2 separate regions of the Mus musculus genome follow, and region 1 is linked to region 2. Evidence: chromatin contacts called from public Hi-C data. All regions are on one chromosome and are shown on one strand. Each heading gives the region's core, a stretch centred on a gene start, on an enhancer-like site or on the middle of the called end of the contact. The rest is flanking DNA. Distances are from core to core; before and after follow the strand shown.

Region 1 (5,029 bases), core at 746-3,245, 200 kb before region 2:
CCTCCAGTCTGGGCTTAGACCTTAGTTTCTCCTCAGCCAGTGGCACCCACCTCTTCCAAGAACCGGTCATGCTCTTCCTCCTTGAGGAAATCAATGTCCCTTGAGGAGATGATGCCCACCAATCGACTCCCCATCCGGCCTGTATCTGTGATGGGGATACCACAGAAGCCATGCCTGGCTTTGGCCTCAAAAACATCGCGTACACGATCCTTGGGGCTAAGGACCACGGGGTCAGTGATGAATCCCTGTTCGTATTTCTGGAAGGAATGGTGAGAAGGTCACTGTATCTTTGATATCACTGTCATCAGGCCCCTGTTCTAAAGGATGAGGTCCATGCCTAAGTGTCCTGTATAGCAGAGCCACGGAAACAAATGAAATGAAATGCTCAAACATGGACATAGGGGGTCTGGAAGCACCGTGCGTGCTCTAGCTAAGAAATGGGGTCTTGGGTCTTCCTCCTCAGTAGCTGAAGCTCACAGCAGGAGAAAGGACGCTTAGCAAAACAAACCCTCCACTTCCACCCCACGCCTCTAATTCCCAGCAACTCTTGGCCATGATGCTTGGCCTTCTAACCTTCACTTTCCGAACTTCATTGGCCTGGAATTCAGGTGTGCAGTTGTGGTGGATGAAACCAATACCTCCTGTAAGCTACAAGACGAACACACAAGTAAGTGATAAAACAGAAACACAATCTTTGGCTATAAGATGGCACCCATGGCGCTCAAGCCTTACCGCCATCGCGATGGCCATTCCAGCCTCTGTGACAGTGTCCATGGGTGAGGAAACCAATGGGGTCTTTAGTGTAATCTTCTTAGTTAGAGCAGACGTCAAGTCCTGAGGAGAAAAAGGACCAGCAAAGGAAAATACAGCTTATTCCTCAGGGTCCATCCCAGGAGCCCTGGGTGAGCTGCCATGTTCACCACAAAGCCTAGCCTGGTGCAGTAAGCTCACAGTAACGAACAGCAGCATCTTACCCCTCCTAGATATTTACCAATCCAGTTCCTAGAGTGGGTACAGGGGCACATGCCTACTGTAATAACAGTACCCACTCAGAAACAAGACTGAGCGTTGACACTAATAATTAGGGTCAACAAAACCACTTCTGGAACAGCCAAAGTAATGTAGGCAGGCTGTCTCAAAAACAAAATAGAGCCAGGCAGAAGTAGCGCACGCCTTTAATCCCAGCACTTGGGAGGCAGAGGCAGGCGGATTTCTGAGTTCAAGGCCAGCCTGGTCTACAGAGTGAGTTCCAGGACAGCCAGGGCTATACAGAGAAACCCTGTCTCAGAAAAAAAAAAAAAAAAAAAAGGAACCCCCCAAACCAAAAATCCAGTGCCTTATTACTCACCACCTGATCTGCAGTGAAGTCGATATACCCAGGAAGAATGAGAAAATCACTGTAGGAGGGAAATAAGCAGGTCTCTCAGGCTTGTGACACCAAGAAACTTCAACTCCATATATCATCCCATAAAACTCTTGAGCAGGGAGTTGTACCAGCAAGTGTGACACAGGCAAAATGTCACTGGGTGGATGCCACCGAGGTGTCATTAGTGCACGCTAACATATTCCACATATCCAGAGAACTGTGTCTCACGACTCAAGTATTAAATACTATTGAAATCACCCTCTAAACCCCTGCCCCTGCTTCACATATGTCGAAGTTAGTCTTCGGCGATAAGGAATTCCCGGATTCTGTTCCCCATCCGCTCCCACCAGTTTCAATGAAGCCCTCCCTCATCCGGCCTTCTCGCCAGCGTGCGGCCCCTCGCCTCGCCCCGATGGGTGCCCTAGACCCGCACTTGTAGGTGAGGCCGTCCCCGCAGTTGAAGAGCTGCTGCGCTGTGAGCCCGTCGTCCGGCACGTAAGAGGTGCCTCCGCTAATCAGGTAGTCCGCCATGACCACGGAGGAAGACAGACGCGTGGCTCCGAGAACCGCGCCGCTCCGAGGACCGCGCCGCAGAGGCCTCTGCCGTCCGGACCGCGCCAATATAAACTAGATTATTCCGTCACACGTTGCGTGCGTCGATGACGCCAGGCGTAGGGCGTGCGTACTGAGGGCCACGCCCCGTATAGAGGCGGAGCTGGCAGAGCTGGGTAACCACGTGCTTATCGAGCTCACAGGCCCAAGGCCAAAGGCCTGTTTCCTGTCCCACCCCTCCCCGCATCCCACCACAGCAGGATCCAGGCCCATTCAATTAAGTTTTGTTTCCACTCCCCCGCCCCCGCAGAGCTCCTCCCCCAAATAAAGACACGTTCTCCAGTAGCTTGTTGAAAAGACGTGCTTGTCATTCTTAATAAACAACTAGAATAAGAATACATAAGAGAAAGAGTGGTATCTTTATATGATACACAAGTGTATGTTACAAGAATTCCATCAGGCACAGGAGCCTCATTTTTAAGGCCTCAATGTTAGGCCAAAAAAAAAAAAAAGCGCATGGTAAAGTTTTTACTTTAACTTTTATGTCACTTGTCATAAAGAAGGGTGTAATAGAAATTGTCTGGATAAAAATCATAATTGAAGTTCCCCTTATTCTTCTTCCATCAAGATGTTAAGTTTATGTCTGAGCATTACAAAAAAAAAAAACAAAAAACAAAAAACAAATGTGGCTCTGAGTGGTCAGTAAAGTTTGCCGATTCCGAGTGACAGGCTGATGCATCAGCAGCTCCATCTTCCCTGAGGAAGGGAAGGGTCTGTATCTCTCCATACAGTCCAAGTTCCTTTCCCCACGCCCCAGACAAAAGAAAAAAAGAGAAAAGAAAAAGCCAACCACTTCCTAGGACACCAGGTTCTCAGAAAACCCAGATCCCTATGAACCAGGGGTCTGCCCATTTTATGAAGATGCAAAGAGGGCAATATCGTCTTTTACATTTTGAACAGAAGTAGCCTGAAAAGCATCATAACTACAAATTAAAAAAAAATGTGGAGGCCTCTCCTTTAGTGTGAAAGTCTGTCTGGTTTTTCCTGGATCTTTTTTCCTATAGCTGAGGCACCTCAGTGCATGGTGGTTGCATTGGCCACGGCAATGGCTTCTTGGATTTCTCGTATAACCAGGATCCGGGTCAGCATCTGTCCCATCTGTTCTCTGCTGATAGGCTGGACTGAGTACCAGATTGGGCTGTTGGGAGCTACAACTGGCTCAGGTGTCAGGTAAAAGGTGTCATTTCGGCCTTTCACACTCTGAGGGCTGAAGAAGAATTTCAGTAAGTAATAGCATAATTCTAACCCTTCCTGTTTGAGCCTCCCAAACAATTTCAGGTTGAACTACTTAAATCTATCTATATCCCATTGGCAGCAGATAAGCATCTAGAAGACCTAGCTCCAGCTGTTTACCCACATTGTTTTTAACTCAGCAGCAAAGGCCAATAACCACCTTCTCTGGGCTCAGTACCTCTTCAGTACTCAGTACCTCTTCAGTACTCAGCGTGCTCCAACAGTCTCACAGCCATTCCCTCATCCACTCAAAATTTAAGGAACATGTGTCAGCTTTATATTAGGTACAGATGTTAATTAAGTGGGCAGGGTTCCTGACATGTTATAAAAATATGTAAGAACTGATACTAGGTAAGAGCGACAGAGGAAATAGCTGAGGACAAAGGTAGGCGATCTAAATATGCTTTATTGGAGCTGCTAGTAATGTCCAGAAAAGGGAAAACTCTTGGATGTAAAGTATGGTTATGGGCTTTTCAAGCAGCAGACATGAAATAGCAATGCAAGTGCATTGGGAAATTGTTCATCACTTATAGAAGAGTGACGAACTCACTGAAGGTTTTATTCTAATGAAAGTACAAAGACCCATAGCCACAAAAGCTGTTCTGACATTGATAGGAAGAGGATGTACCAACCTGCTATGACAAGAATACAATCAGAAACCTAAAGGAACCCCAACACCCCTATGCTGATGGCACCAGCAATAAACTTTGAGCCAGTGACAATGTCCACCGTGTGATTTTAAAAGAAAAAAGCTGCTCTTGCTTCTCTCTTGCCCTCTTGGGCTATTCCCTTCCCCCTCTCTTCCCTATTCCCTTCCCCCCTTCTCTCCACATGCTCATGGCTGGCCTCTACTTCTCTATTCTCTCCCCCTCTCTGCCTTTTCTGCCACTACTATCCTCTTGACTCCCCCCCTTTGCCCTTAATAAACTCTATTCTATACTATAAAAAAGAAAGAAAGTAAAGAAAAAAGCCTTTGTACCTGTATACCCTCTGTGAAGTTACGTCAGAGCCTGCTGTGGTGATGCACACTTTTAACCTCAGTACTGTCTGTCAAAGGCAGACAGATCTCTTGTGTGAGGCCAGCCTAGTTACAGAATGATTTATAGGCCACCCAAAGCTACATAGAAGAAACAATGTCTCAAAAGAAGTGGCTAGTGGAGTTCATGATCCATTTATACTATAGTGTTGTGTATATGACACTTTTTGGCTAGGTGTGGTGGGAGAGACCATTACTCTGAGCACTCAAGAGGCAGAGGGAGGTAGACAGTGTGAATTCAAGTCTGAGGCCAACCTGATCTAAGTGAGTCTCAGGATAACCTAGGTTATACAGAGAGTTTTTTTGTGACTCCAAACAAAAGTCATTTCTTTGGCAGTACTGAGGATTTAATTCAGGGCACACCAGACATTATCACTCTAATCCTGAGCCAACACCCCTAATTTCTCTTTTGGTATCTGTGTACATCTTTATTATTTTTCTTGTTTTCAAGAAAGGGTTTCTCGCAGGGCGAGGTGGCACACGCCTTTAATCCCAGCACTTGGGAGGCAGAGGCAGGCGGATTTCTGAGTTCCAGGCCAGCCTGGTCTACAAAGTGAGCTCCAGGACAGCCAGAGCTACACAAAGAAACCGTCTTGAAAAACCAAAAAAAAAAAAAAAGACAGGGTTTCTCTGTGAACTCTTGGCCATTCTTGAGACTCAGAGATCTGCTGGCCTCTGCCTCCAAAGTACTAAGATTAAAGGAGTAGCCAACCACCGCCAAGAGTCATCTTTCTTTTCTTTTCTTTTCTTTTCTTTTCTTTTCTTTTCTTTTCTTTTCTTTC
Region 2 (5,065 bases), core at 1,577-4,076:
CCTGTTCTTACCCCCTGCTGACACCGGAGCTGTGCATCCCAGAGCTGTTAGTGCTATCACCATTTGCAATGAGAGAGGCAGACACTGAGCAATAGGGACTTGCGGATGGTTTTGAAGAGGTAGTGAAATTTCTGCTAGGTGCAGTGCTTGATCTGGAAGGGGAAGCAAAAAACAATACACTGACTGTTTTAAAAGTACAGGCCCAATTCACTGCTTTAGGTCTTGTCTCAAACATTCCTAAATGTGCTTCATGGCTCACACTTGAATCCCCAGAATCAAAAAGCTTGAGGACAATCTGGCCTATATGGAAAGAGGAAAAAGGGAAGGAAAAACATTCCCCACTCTCGGTTAAGCTGCAAAAGCGCTGTCTTCACACTACGCAGGAGCTATGAAGTAGAGCGGAGAGAACTTGTCACGTCTGTGGGCCCAGCTCTGGTCGGTCATCTAGGGTGGCGTGGGCAGCAGCAAACTTGAGAGAGATTCCCATCTGAACCTAGGTGGGCTGACCTCTGACGTCAACCTCGACTCCACAAGCCTGTGTCTGCACTTACACACACGAACACACAGTCATCCATTCATTCATCCATTCACATATATTCTATGTGTGTGTGTGTCCATCTCGTGTGATGGCTCAGCAGGTTAAGTCCTCCCCATTCTAACTCCTAGAGCTTGATAATTCTCTCCTTCAATTTTTTCTATATTGCTTATGAATCGGTGGGCACAAGTACTTTTCCTATTGATCTCCTTTCCTGACCCAACAAACTGTTCACTTTATGGCTGTATCCTCATGCACAACAATATCTGGTACTGCACCAGAGATCAGAGAATGCACCTCACTCCACTCTATGCTCACTCTTGATCAACCACACCACTCCAAGAGACTCTACCCTTCATGGAGTCTCAAGGAGGCACTGCTACGTTTTCAAAAGCTGTCTCCCTTAGTGAAAATTCTTAGGCTTCAGAGTGTGGGGTGGATAGGGAGAAGGAAAACCAAGAAGACAGAGGTCCAAAGGCCAGGCCAGCCAGCCTGCCTCTGCCTGGGTTACCACCTGTACCTCCCAGGCTACAAGCTGAGCACCTAGAGGGTTTTCTCTAGAGCAGTGGTTCTCACCATTCCTAATGGTCACACTCTGACAGGGTTTCTCTGTGTAGCCCTGGCTGTTTTGGAACTCACTCTGCAGACCAGGCTGGTTTCGAACTCAGAAATCCCTCTGCCTCTGCCTTCCAAGTGCTGGGATTAACAGTGTGCACCACCACTGCCTGGCAGTGTTCACACCCTTATCACAGTTCCTCAGTCTGGGGTGACCCCCAACCATAAAATTATTTTCATTGTACTTCGTAACTGTAATTTTGCTTGTGTTTTCCCATGGTCACAGGCGACCCCTGTGCAAGCCCTGGAGGATCCACAGGCTGGAGGCTGCTGTCTGCTTTGTGCACTCTGGTGAAGAGGGGGGCAGTCCAGCTTGCACTTGCCCACTGTTTCCTACTGTTCTGTTACAGGTGTCACTCAGTCAGGGGCTTCAGACAACCCAGCTGAGTTCTCATAAAAGCATAGATGTGAAAGTCTAAGGAGGGCTGCAGAGAGGCTCCCATGACCAAGAGCACTTGCTGCTTCTGCAGAGGACTCAGCATCCATACGATTACAACCACCTGCAACTCCAGGCCAGGGAATCCAATACCCTCTTCTAGCACCAGGCACACACATAATACACAGATATACATACAAGCAAAATGCCCATTCACATATACAAAAAAAAAAAAAAACCCAAAGGAGGTCTGAGTTCAAGTCAAGATGTCCCAGTTACAGTTCTCAGCAGTCCCTAGATCCTTGTAGAGGCGTTCGTTCCCATGTCCTGGCTGAGTCAGTAAAGCTTTTCTCACACTTGACTGCTTCGCCTCTGCTTCTGATTGCATACCTACTATGACTCTCCAGCTTCCCTCTCACCTCCAGGGAGTCTCATGATTACAATGGGTCCACCTGGAGAGTCTCTTGATTTCAACATAATTAATTTAATCACACCTGCAAAGCAGTCTAAGTTCTGTAATAAGGACAAACATTTTGTGGCAATACAGTGTTTTCTACTAAACTTTTGTTTTGTTTTGTTTTGTTTTGCATATGCATAGATGTGGGAAACGTGCATGTGTGTACACATACATGTGGAAGCTGAGGTTCATGTTAGTTGTCTTCCTTCACTGCTCTTCACCTTCTGAGGCAGATCTCTCTGAATACAGGGTGAGACCATTTCTGCTAAATGGCTGGACAGCTTGCTCTAGAGATCCCTGCCTCCAGCTCCTGTGCACTAGGATTATAGGCAGGCTATCACACTCACCCAACACAGTGAGTTCTGGGAATGTGAACTCTGGTCTTCATGCTTGCATAGCAAGCAACTGACCTGCTGAGGCATCATCCCAGCCACAGGTTTGCTTTTGTTTGTTTGTTTTGTAGATATGGTCTCCTATATATCAGGCTAGCCTAGAATTCACTAAGTACCAGAGGGTGGCCTTGAACTCCCCTCCTTCTACCTGCCACACAGGTATGCGCCACTACAGCTGGCTCTGTTTGTCATCAGGTCAGGAAACACTCATGTTATTTCCCTGCACTACATCCTAGAGAAAAGCCATCACTTTCTACTGCAAGGTGCACAATTCCACAAGCCACATGAATATCTCCTGGCATAACTGTGCTTGGAATCCAAATTTAGTAGCTGAGCTGTAATCTGTAAGAGGCCACAGAAAAGTCGAGTAGGAGCAAGCTATCACCCTTACGTCGTCCAAGACCTCACCCTAATCCTCCTTCCTTTCTCAAAGCCTCTAAACTACAAGTAGAAAAATAAAGGAGCTTAACACACACACACACACACACACACACACACACACACACAGAGCCACAATATCAGATCCCTCCCCATCTCTTGTCCTGACGGAATCCCGACAGCTATTTCGTGCATGAATGTCAAGCAGGCTGCTTAAAAACTGGGGCTTTGGAATGAGAAACCGGCTTTCCACCTACTTCAGAACAAGCCTTCCCTCTTCCCTTCCTCTGCACCTATGAGCCAGGTACATGGGGGAGAAGACTCACTTACTTTGACTGCAGGCTCTGCCGGGGCCATGTGCCATCTTCATTTTGGGGCTCAATTACTAGCACCTGAGTGAAAGGGGAAACCAGATGAGCACAATGCAACAAACCCTACTGCTGACATGCTTACTGCCAGAAGCCTTCATGACACACACCCCAGTCAGAGTTGCCTGTCTGGGCATGGGTTGGGCCCGCTTACCTGACCCTGGTACAGCCCAGCATCCTGGATAGTGTTGTCTAGCTTGCTCAACTGCTCATAGGTGTTGCTCATGTATTTGTTCCAAAGCCGTGTTTCACGTTCTGCAGGGATGTTGAAGAGCTTCCTCATCTCCTTCTCAATAGTTGCTAAGAACAGGCAAAAACATCACTCAGGATTGTCTCCAGAAATAAAGTTAAAGAAACCCTAGAATTCACTAATACCAGAGGGTGGCCTTGAACTCCCCCTCCTTCTACTGCCACACAGGCATGCGCCACTACAGCTGGCTCTGTTTGTCATCAGGTCAGGAAAAACTCATGTTAAGGCAAGCTGGGTAGTGGTGGTGCTCACCTTTAATCCCAGCACTTGGGAGGCAGAGGCAGGCAGATTTCTGAGTTCTAGGCCAACCTGGTCTACAGAGTGAGTTCCAGGACAGCCAGGGCTACACAGAGAAACCCTGACTCAAAAAAACAAACAAAAAAAAAAAGAGGAAGGGAAGAAGAAAGATGAAAAGATAAAGAAAGAAAAGTAACATAAAAGTTAGAAAACTGGAAGCTAGGTCGTGGTGGCACACAACTTTCTGTCTCAGAAAACAAACAAGAAGAGAAGCTTGTTCTATGATCATTACTGTTAGACAAACACACACACACACACACAACCTTCTGAGTTTATTTCACCAATTTTAGATGGAGTGGGCGAGGCCACAGGAGAGATCTGAGAGAGCAGGGGAGGGGTGGAGTAAGGAGAGAGAAGGGGAGTGATGTAATAAAGTTTTAAGGAAGAAAAAGTGACCTCGGAGCCAGGATACATACAGCCCAGCCCATGGTTTAGCAATGGATTTGATGATGCACAGGATCATGAGTTTGAGGTCATCTGAGCTACACAGCAAGGCTTCATCTCAAAGAAAGTGGGTGCTAGGCAGAGTGGACAGAGGATGTGGTTTAGTGTAGAGCCCTTGCTCAGCATGAGTGAAAGGTCCTGAGATTGACCCCCAGCTCCCCAAAACAACAACCAACCCAAACAGAATCAGCCATTCTCCCCTGAGATTGTTAGGGTTTCTTTTTTTTAATTAATTTTTATATGTATAAATGCGTTTTTGACTGTATGTATGTTTGTACACTAAATGTGTTTGATACCCTCAAGAGGCCAGAGGCTGTGGGTCCATGGGACTGGAGTTAAAGAGAGTGTGGTGGTTTGAATGACAATGGCCCCCATAGGTTCATGTCTTTGAATGTGTGGCTCCCAGGTAGAGGAACCGTTTGGAAGGATTAGGAAGTGTGGCCTGTTGGAGAAGGGGATCCCTGGGAGGCTTCGAAAGCCCTCACTAGGCCTTGTGCTGCTCATGCTCTCTCCTCCTCTCCGAGGTCAGTATGGAAAGCCTGCAGATCAGTATGAAAATACTGTTGCAGCACCACGCCAGTGTGTTTCCTGCCATGACGCTCGCTCAGGGACTAATCCTCTAAAACTGTAAGCAAGCCCCCAATGAAATGTTTTCTTTTATAAGTGTTGCCTTGGTCTTGGTGTCTCTTCACAGGAATTAAACAGTAACTAAGGCAATTGTAAACTGCCACGTAGATACTACAAATTCAGTCTAACTCCTCTGGAAGAATAACCAGTGCTCTTAATCACTGAACCATCTCTCCAGCCACTGTTATGTCTTCTGTGTATGGTATGTGATTTGTTAGTGCTGGTATATGCATAAGCATGTGTGTGGGTGGGTGTCATTGTGGGGACCAGAGGCCATATTTAGGTATCTTTCCATCCCTTCCCATCTTTTATTTTCTGAGACAGGA

The links. A called contact is a pair of places that touch in the nucleus more often than the background predicts.
Region 1: a contact with region 2 is called in a Hi-C map of rod photoreceptor, with 2.7 times the contacts expected there. The contact joins the promoter of Impdh2 here to the enhancer-like site in region 2. A contact is called at or near these places in 4 of 39 promoter capture datasets (the C10 cell line, cranial neural crest, hippocampal neurons and 1 more), 7 of 484 Hi-C or Micro-C datasets (LSK cells, Th1 cells, embryonic stem cells and 3 more), 4 of 115 datasets of contacts at active chromatin or transcription factors (the 230-238 cell line, embryonic midbrain, large pre-B cells and 1 more) and 3 of 9 other capture datasets (adipose tissue, liver and pancreatic islet).

The regions. Positions count from the first base shown.
Region 1 is chr9:108,557,402-108,562,430 of GRCm38.p6, reverse strand. It overlaps Impdh2 (inosine monophosphate dehydrogenase 2), which reads right to left and starts at 1,995. Exons shown (of 14, transcript NM_011830.5): 1 at 1,800-1,995; 2 at 1,349-1,397; 3 at 733-834; 4 at 574-648; 5 at 51-257. The coding sequence starts at 1,897. Qrich1 (glutamine-rich 1) reads right to left here. Exons shown (of 10, transcript NM_175143.5): 10 at 2,264-3,185. The coding sequence ends at 2,993.
Region 2 is chr9:108,360,917-108,365,981 of GRCm38.p6, reverse strand. Usp4 (ubiquitin specific peptidase 4 (proto-oncogene)) reads right to left here. Exons shown (of 22, transcript NM_011678.2): 5 at 3,276-3,421; 6 at 3,084-3,145; 7 at 12-152. Among named protein-coding and RNA genes, the nearest start is that of Usp4, 16 kb to the right of the region's middle. Within about 2 kb of position 2,826, at least 4 of the 459 cell types and tissues checked have an H3K27ac peak or open chromatin away from gene starts, as enhancers often do. A contact at or near this core is called in rod photoreceptor, where this site is marked.